Regions from separate parts of the Rattus norvegicus genome. Here region 1 is linked to region 2. A link is a contact called in public Hi-C data. All regions are on one chromosome and are shown on one strand. The core of a region is the stretch at or near the end of the contact, and the rest is flanking DNA. Distances in the headings are between cores, read along the strand shown. Region 1 holds the start of Ndufb6 (NADH:ubiquinone oxidoreductase subunit B6). Region 2 overlaps Rig1 (RNA sensor RIG-1).

Evidence for each region. Hi-C and Micro-C count contacts between places; a contact is called where the count stands out from the background.
Region 1: a Hi-C map of liver shows a contact between it and region 2, with 4 times the contacts expected there. The contact joins the promoter of Ndufb6 here to the enhancer-like site in region 2. A contact is called at or near these places in 6 of 12 Hi-C or Micro-C datasets (the Rat2 cell line, hepatocytes, kidney and 2 more).

What each region holds. Positions count from the first base shown.
Region 1 is chr5:60,203,153-60,207,546 of GRCr8, forward strand. Ndufb6 (NADH:ubiquinone oxidoreductase subunit B6) reads right to left here and starts at 3,000. Exons shown (of 4, transcript NM_001106646.1): 1 at 2,724-3,000; 2 at 1,531-1,623. The coding sequence starts at 2,903.
Region 2 is chr5:60,141,848-60,146,313 of GRCr8, forward strand. Rig1 (RNA sensor RIG-1) reads right to left here. Exons shown (of 18, transcript NM_001395071.1): 9 at 3,334-3,496; 10 at 1,794-1,898. Among named protein-coding and RNA genes, the nearest start is that of Rig1, 22 kb to the right of the region's middle. Within about 2 kb of position 2,809, at least 6 of the 93 cell types and tissues checked have an H3K27ac peak or open chromatin away from gene starts, as enhancers often do. A contact at or near this core is called in kidney and liver, where this site is marked.

The sequences.
Region 1 (4,394 bases), core at 1,750-4,249, 61 kb after region 2:
TTTGTTCCATCATCTTCCTTGGATTTGCTGTCTGTCTTCTAACATAGGACATATTCCTGGATGTCAAATACTTTTATATGTTCTTTCTACAACTATAAAGAGGACTTACTAAGCATTCCATTCATGTTGCTCAAAGAACATATTGTGGGCCAGGGGCATGGTTCACAGGGCAAAGACTTGCTGTTAAGCCTAACGGCCTGAGTTGGATCCCTGGAGACCGCATGGTAGAAGTGGAGAAACCAATCCTTTAAGCTGTCTTCTGACATTCTTTAACCTTCTTAACCTAGTGCTTCTGAAGGTAACAAGCCAATAATCTTTCTCCACTGGAACATTCCTTCACAGGGGCTGCTTCATGCCTCCTTGTGACTGCACTCAGGCGATGTGCACTGGGCAGGAGTGTCAGCAGCTGAGCCGCTTTCCTCGTGCTACGTCTGTCAAGAGCGCAGTTTCAGTCTGCCTCATGGCTGACAGCACTGAGGTGCTGCCTGATGGACTGTAACTTAGAGACAACCCTGTTTCCAGGCCTTCTAAGTGGACATCCTTAGTGACCATGCATACAAGCACATGCCCACATTCACATTCGTGGTTATTTCTCCATCTACCTATGAATACACAGTATTCAGAACTATGAGTTCATACCAGTACTTCCAGTTGATTCCATTCTCCAAGGTGTTCTCCTGTTTCCATCAGTGTGCTTATTTGATCAAGCTCCTCACATATGACACAGGTCCTGTCACCATCACCACAGCTTATGATGTCTAACCTCCTCGCCTTACTTAGGTTCTGCTGTCTTACTCCACCTCAGGTTCCTTACATAACTTCCTTCTCCAATTCCAATATCCTACTCCAGGTTGCTGCCTCTAAGGTTCCCCAAACAGGCCTGCTCAGCCTCCTGTGAGTGGACACAGAGTGCCCCGTTTACAGTATTTACGTTCCAGCACTGTTCCCTCTTCCATGATATCCCAGAAACTACATGCCTAGGATCCAACAGCATGTACCACCCATACTGTGCTGCCCCTTGTCTTTAAACCACGGCAAGGGCCTTCATCAGCCCATGCAAGATCTTTCCATGAAAAAGTTCATAGAGTTTAGACACCCGAGAGTCTAAATGGAGAGAATTATGAGGACTCAGATAAGAACAAAGGGAAGGGACTGGAGACAGGACAAACCTGTTTGGAATGATATCACATACCTGACTGGCGGAAAGAAGCAGCAGAGATCATCTCTATAGCTACTGCTCAGGACTCCAGGGCTAGACATTCTGACCATCTAAACACTACTTCATTGTGTTGCAAACGTTATAAATGTTGTATATATAAGAGTAACCTTTTGATTTTTCAAGCTTTGAAACTACTTGTATATAAGAGTACTTAAAGTCCAATGAAACCTTTTATCCCTCCAAAAAGTCAAGGAACTTTAAAAATCAGCTTAACGTGAGAATATAATTTTCTGAGCACAGCACAGCCACAGGAAATTATTGGACGATATTAAAAATAAGTTCTGGAAAGCATACATTTAAAACGTACTTACAGCCACATGATATTTGACGTAATAGTGGACGAACCAGAGAGGTATGATCACATGGGAAACAGTGAAGAGACTGGTGCGGTACGCCTTGAAGATCTGTGGGGAACACACATACAAAATAAACCTCTGGAGCTGCTGTGCTTACCAACATGTGCTCCTTACTATCCCTAGCATGGGATATCTCATTTGTCAATGTGTGTGGAACAAAAACCAAATCAAACAAACAAAAAATTCCACCACCACCAACAATGTAACAGTGTGATAATTACTTTACAAATTTCTAAATGGAATATATTTTCTGGGGCTAACCTACCTACCTATTTCAATATTTTCACTAACTCTGGGACTTCCTATAGAATATCCATAGAATCTAAGACTTAGGGTAAGTACCATTCTGCAAGACTACTAGACAAAGCTTATAATACGTAGCATTCTGCAAGACATAAGGGCATTCTTGTTCAAGAAACAAACCAACCAACACTTTGTTACTACTACTCCTAGTATTATTAGAAGGAACTGAAAGCAATTCCCACACAGTATTCATTACTCATCACTGATGTGACTTATTAGCAGACGCCAAGAAAATATCTGGTATCCTTACAATAAAAAGTAGTCCTTGAGTGAACGGTTTTTCTGCCTGGCAAAGTCAAGGGATGCAATCTAAAAGTAACTAAAAGCGTGTTAAACGTACACAGTGATAAGTAGAAAGGGGGCTTTTGAGTCTGACAAAGCATACCGAATAGAACCCTGTCTTCGGTTGCAAACCCAGGAGACTGTACTATACCAGCTGGCCCTCGAGTAGCTGGTAGGCGATGGACGCCTCTATCACCTCAACCTTACACAACACCTAAGTGTTCTCAAATACTAAAACCAGGAAAGGTATCTACACTCGAAACAACTGCATGTGCGGCGTCCTGTAAAACCTAAGATCCGACTTCTCAGTACACCCGACAGCCACAGGGGATCATCCTCCCGAAGCCAACCTGCTCCAGGACTCCAGACCCCGGCCCTGAACTCTAGCGACGTGACAGCATCTCCGCTAAATCTGAGGGCCTGGACTGATTGTCCCTTGGGGCCCTCCCGGGTGTGCGGGCTCTGGAGAGGGTCGGGCCTTAATGGAACTGAGAGGAGTGGGAAGGGGTTGGCCGGGTTGCGACCCGGAGTGGGAACCCGGATCTGTGTGGCACATCACTCACCATGTACTTCCACAGGGCCCGGTCCCGCAAAAAGTTATTCCAGAATCGCTCCAGGGGCCACATCCTGCGCGGGGGCAACACGGGCTCCCGGGGGCTCAGCTCTTGGTCCTTCAGCCATCGCCTTCTCAGCTCCCGCAGCTGCTGCAGCCGCAGCTTCTCATCGGGCGTGTACCCCGACATGTCGCCGGCGAGCTTACCAGAGAGTGACAGCGCGCACCCGAACCTGGGGCCGGTCACTTACGCGCGATCCCGCTCCGCAAAGCGACCTTGAGGCGCCTGCAACGGCGCGATGTGATGGCGTCACAGCAGCCCAGCCTCTGGGAGCAAGCTGATTCCTTCGCCGAAAGCAGGTTCTGCTCATGCGCAAAGCCCTCTCTCTGACCCCGGGTTTTAAGAACCCGGATTAAGTACAAGCTCTGGAAGGTCTTTTAGTTATGATTTAAGTGGTCTGTGTTAGAAAGTGTGAGAAGTCCCGGGGGGCTAGAGTTCAAAGAAAGAACTTGTCGGGGAGGGGACCGCAAGGACAAGGGTTTAGGGAACCTCTGCCCCGCCCGCTTGAATTCCCACCTTCTTGACCTAGAGACAATTGCATTCAAGTTCAGCTCCCAGCCCTTTAGTAACTCAAGTGACTTTGAGCAGCTATCTGGGTTTCTTCCCTCCTCTGTACTGCAGAAATAAAGAGCACCTTATTTGGAGGCTTACATGGACTGGCTCACTCTTTGATCCTGCCGTCCCACTTTGTAAGATATCCCAGAGGTATGGTGGTAAACATTTGCAGGGATGTGCACAAATATCCATCACGGCACGATTTGTATTAGCAAAACATTGGAAACCACCTCCCAGATTCCGTAATAGAGGATTAGTGGAAAAGCTTATAGTACTATAAAGCATTGGAATGCTACTGCCATAAATGAGCCTTCTATTCATCACTGTGGAGTGACTTCTACAATCTATTGCTAAGGCAAATAAATAAATAAATAAATAAAACAAACCACCTACATCAAGTAGAAAGAATTGTATATGGTATGCTACCTTTTATCCAAAAGTGGGGATAGTGGAGATTTTATATATATATGCTCACTGAAAATTTTAGTGTAATAAATGAAAATAATTTTGTTATAAGTATTTGTTTTTGGAGACAGGGTCTCATGTAGCGCTTAGGCTAGCTTTTATTTAAGGGAGCCTGGACTTAAACTCCTTATCCCCCTGCCTCCACTACTCATAAGCTGGATGGAACACACCAGTATGCCCAACTTAACAACTGCTTCAAACACCACCACCACCATTATCACCAATATTATATAGGGAAGACAGGATAGAGACAAAAGTAGAAACTAGGGAGTTTAGAGATGGCTTAGCGGTTAAGAACATATGGTGCACTTCCAGAATACCCGACTTAGGAGAATCTGGTTACTTCATGGGGCTTCTGGAACCCGAGGGCTCTCCAGAAGAGAGGAATATGTTCCATAAGCGAACTAGCGCTGGGCAAGTTTGTAAGACTAGAGGCAACTTTTCTCTGGGCAAAGATGAAAACATTTCAGCATCAGTACGTATGAATTGAATGACTTTTAAATTACATCACATATACCAAGTCAAAATATTTTATTTTAAAAAAGCAAAACAAAACCTCATTTGTGACTTTTGGATGGTTTTAAAAACTAACTCATTTTG
Region 2 (4,466 bases), core at 1,559-4,058:
AAGCATCTGCATGGAAGGCAAGCCTCAACCGCTTGGTTCAGCTGTGGGATCCACAGCGATTCAGACTCTGAGGAGAATGTTGGTGTGGGGAGGGGTGAGAAGGCGGAGGGGAAACAGCCCCAGAGGCCTGATCTATTGTTTCCTGTCCTGGGCTTCTTGAGACAAGCACAGTGCGGTAAAATTCAAAGAAAAGAAATGCATTTTTGCATTAAATGATTCCCCACACCCACTCATTTTCAGTAACATAACACAGGACAGGTACCAACAAGAAACAGTGGCGAGCTCTTCTCTGCCTCCACCCCACGGATAGCGGCTCCGTACGTAGTAGCCTAGGCTACCTCAGACTCAGGCTCCCAGATGCAGAGAGTAGAGATGGTACCACCAAATCCAGCTCACAATGAGAAACTTTCCAAGTTCCACAAGAAATGAGGCAGCTACTGACAGATACTCAATGTGATGAGGTGGGAAATTATTCTAAAGTGCGGATGCCTCGGGAGGCAGGGAGAGGCGGATCTCTGTGTGTTTGAGGCCAGCCTGGTCGACAAAGAGAGTTCCAGGGCAGCCAGGGTTACGCAGAGAGACCGTCTCACAAACAAACCCAACAAAACAACAACAAAAAATAAGTCATATAACTCTATGCCTGTCTGTCTGTCTGTCCATCCACCGCTTTAGTCAGACCGTGTCATCTTGTTCCTAGGTAGTCCGCCTAGCTGTCTCTTTACGGTATATCTTACAGAGTTTCCAAAGCTCTAGAGGAGAGAGCATGCGCACTACCCTACTACTTTAGGGCCCTTAGTGGATTCGTTATCCAAACTCCTCCCCCCGGCGCTGTGCCTTAGCCACTGTTTAAGTGTCTTCGGGATGTTCACGAGGCAGAAGGCTGGTCTGCAGTGTGGTGAGGTTGGGAGGTGGTGGAGACAGTGAGAGGGTGTTAGACCATTGGGGGCACTGCTCTTGGAAGGGATGAATGGTGCTCTAATGGCTGCCCAGTGAGGACGCACATCTTGGGAAGAGGAGGAGGCAGATTTCCTAGTTCAAGACCAGCCTGCACTGAAAACAGAGAGTCTGTCTCAAGAGAGAGAAGAAGAAGAAGAAAGTGAATTTAGATGATTTAAAGACAGTATTTTTCAGGTATGTATGTCTAGATGGATATGTTTTGTATTTAAAAAGAGAAAAGGCAGGAGAGGATTAAAGAATTCTTATAAGGTTCCTAAGTAACCTGGGATTAAGAAAGTCTAAATCTGAGCCAGGTATGGTGGCCCACGCCAGCGACCCTGGGGCTCAGAAGGCTGAAGCAAGAGGACTCCTGCAAGTACAAAACCAGACCTGTTTACATAGCAAGTTTCAGACCAGCCAGGGACACAGGAAGACACCTCGTCTTAAAAACAAGTAGAGAAATGGGGGCTGCTCAGTGGTCCAGAGACCCAGCTACCCTTCCAGAGGACACGGGTTCAATTCTCAGCAGATGTGGCGGCTCACAACGGTCTGCAACTCCAGTTTCAGGGGATCTGGTACAGATCATACACACACATACATGCAGACAAAAACACGTATACAAAGAAAAAATAAATCTTTTGAAAAAGGACTAGAGAAAAAAAGGACGGCAAAAAAAGCGTGAAGAGATAAAGAAGATACAGAGAAAGAAGTGTGTGTGAATGAATGAGAAATCAGTCCACCTCGTGTATAATCCCACCACTGAACTAAAGACACTAATGGGCAATATATGAACATCTCTAAATGGAAGGGACACAGAAAAATGAGGTTTATCTCTCCACGACTTAGCACAGGCTTACCAAGTTCCTCAGAGACGTTCTTCGCCAGCCTCTCTGCCTCCCTCATCAGCTGAGATATGATGCATTTAAACGTGTTCGAAGCCCGTGATTCCACTTTCCTGGAAACTAGGGTCAAAGCAGTGTAAGTACTCTGAAGGAAGCCCAGGTCAGCTGCAGCTATTTCCAAGCCCTGCTCGGTCCTGGTGAAGTCCTCTAAAGTCGCAAGTTCCAAGCTCACTGGTGAGTGGCCCAAATCACAGCAGGCGGTCAAAAGCCTTGAAACCGCCTCCCTGTTGGCCCCACTCTGAATCTAATGTCTCTCCAGGTCTAGTCTAAGCCAGCTTCTCAGTCGAGCTTTCCTGGTGCCTCTACTCTGACAGGTGTGACAGCCTTCTGGTTTCTGCAAATACCACACCCCAGCCACGTTTTCCTGAATCCCTATTTTCCTCCGAGTCCTCCAAGAGCTCCCCCCATTGATGTTAGCATTCATATTTGTGTACTTTGAATAGAAAAAGAACGGCTTGTCACATGTCGTGTTTCAGTGACATGGAGTTCACAGGAACTACCCCTGCGTCACAGAAGGCTGGTTCTTCAAGGAAACAAAGGTGAAACCTGCCCTTCGGAGGTCTGCGATCAGGTGCGGGCAAGGCGTCACTGAGCAAGGGGAGGACACCTCAGTCTCTCTGGGGAAGCTGCTGTAAAATGAACGTGGGAAGGAGGAAGGCGGCACAGGAGCAGCTGTGCACAAAGCAGAGCTGGGACACACCCTCGGGATAGCACATGGAGGTTTGCAGAGCCGGAGAAAGCAAAACACAAAATGACTTTGAAGTCGATAAAGCTCCCAGGGCTGAAATTATAGAGAAATCCTTGAGTGTTGCTAAGGGGCTGGCATGGGTGGGGAGGCACCTTCTTCTCACTCTCCACGAGGGACTCTCAGAAAGAGCCAGGGCTGTGCCCCTCGTTCCCCTGTGCCCACCCTGCCTTGGACTCACAGAGCGAGCGAGCGAGCGAGCGAGTGCTCAGGCCAAGATACAGCCATGTGTAACGACTGTACCTCCCTGCTTACACGGGTAGTTAATAAGTAACAACCATCTGCTGGGGGAGCTCGTTTTTAAAACATGTTCTGGTCTTCTGATGAGAACTACTGTGATCTGGACCGTTCCAACAGCAATGATCAGATACACACAAGAACAAGATGACCCCACAGCACCTGCCTAGGGCTGGGGAGCACAGAGGCCTGGCACAGCCACTAGCTATTCAAGTTATCCAAGTGCTTGACTCTCCTCACTGCTTCCTTTACTCTGTGGCGGGAGCCTGTGGACGGGCTTTAGAGACAAAGAGCAGGGATGTTTGTCCCTTTTCAGGTTACCTTTGAGACTCATGCGTCACTGGGGAGAAGAGGTTGACTGGGGAGAAAGGCAGGAAATGTGACTGTTTCTGAAGTCTGTGGTTAAAAATGCTTTTACCAAACACATACAGCATCCAACTTCACCCGCTGTCTCTGAAGCAGGGAACAGAGGGTTACAAACTCCCAAGGGGTGTGCTGCTGAACCCCACTTACTTTTCTGAGGCTTATAAACAACCTGCTCCAGTTCTTCCACGTTGTCTCTGACTGTGGCAATCACTGAGGCATCGAGGGCGGCACAGAGTTTGCAGATGTGCAGCATGGCTTCCTCCACGGTTTTAGCATCTCCAACACCAACGGAAGCAGTCAGCCCAATGACCTGTAAGGAGCAGGCCAACACTGGCTCTCCCACTTCTCCAGGAAGTTTGTGAGCACAAAGCCACCCCCGAACCCCAAGCTGAAGATCTTGATAAATCTTGTCATCAGATCCCAATCGGCATAAGGACCAAGAGGGAATCTTTCCAGGCGGGGCTATTCCTTTCTTTATCCCTGAGTCTCTTACTAAGGGGGAAAAACATCTCAATGGGAATGAAAAAGAATTGCGTGTCCATTCCAGTCACGTCCATATCGCATGCATTTTCTGTGCCTGGAAAAATACCTTCAACAATCGGTGAAGTTGGAAAATGGCTATTTACAAAGAGCTGTGGCCGGTTGTGGTGGCGCACACCAGTAGGGTTTGCTGAAGGAGGCAGAGGCAAGAGGATCATGAGTTCGAGGCCAGCCTGGGCTACAAAAAGAGCTGTGTAGAGTCAGTAAGATAACGTCCTTCGGTAATCGCGCACCTGAATGATTAGCTCGCCAGTAAGAAATCTATTTACTCTCAACAATACTTGAGGACACCAAACTGTAGGTCCTATAGCTAAATGTCCTTTAACCTGCACTTCCTAAACAGTAATTGTTGGAGCAAAAGAACTGCATATAATTCATGATTTACAGCTTTTTGGACCCCCGAGAGACATAATATCGCCATTCTTTATTGCATCTATCCGTTCTCTACCCCGGCATCAAATCTTCTTCATCCTCTCCAGCCCCGTTATATACAGCTCCACTTCTACATCATTGACTTTCAGCAAAGCTCCTGCTTCTCCTATGATTGACAGAAGGGAGAATTTATACAAAAGACTCCCTTCCCTTCTGTCCCATGCAAGAAAGACCCAGGACATCAGATGGGTGCCACACGTTTCCTGTGCTAAGCCATCAACTTGTGCACTGACAATCTGCCCTCCTGATGTCTCCGGGCCATCTGTCATGACAAACAGCTTGACTATTGTTCCTCACCTCACACTACG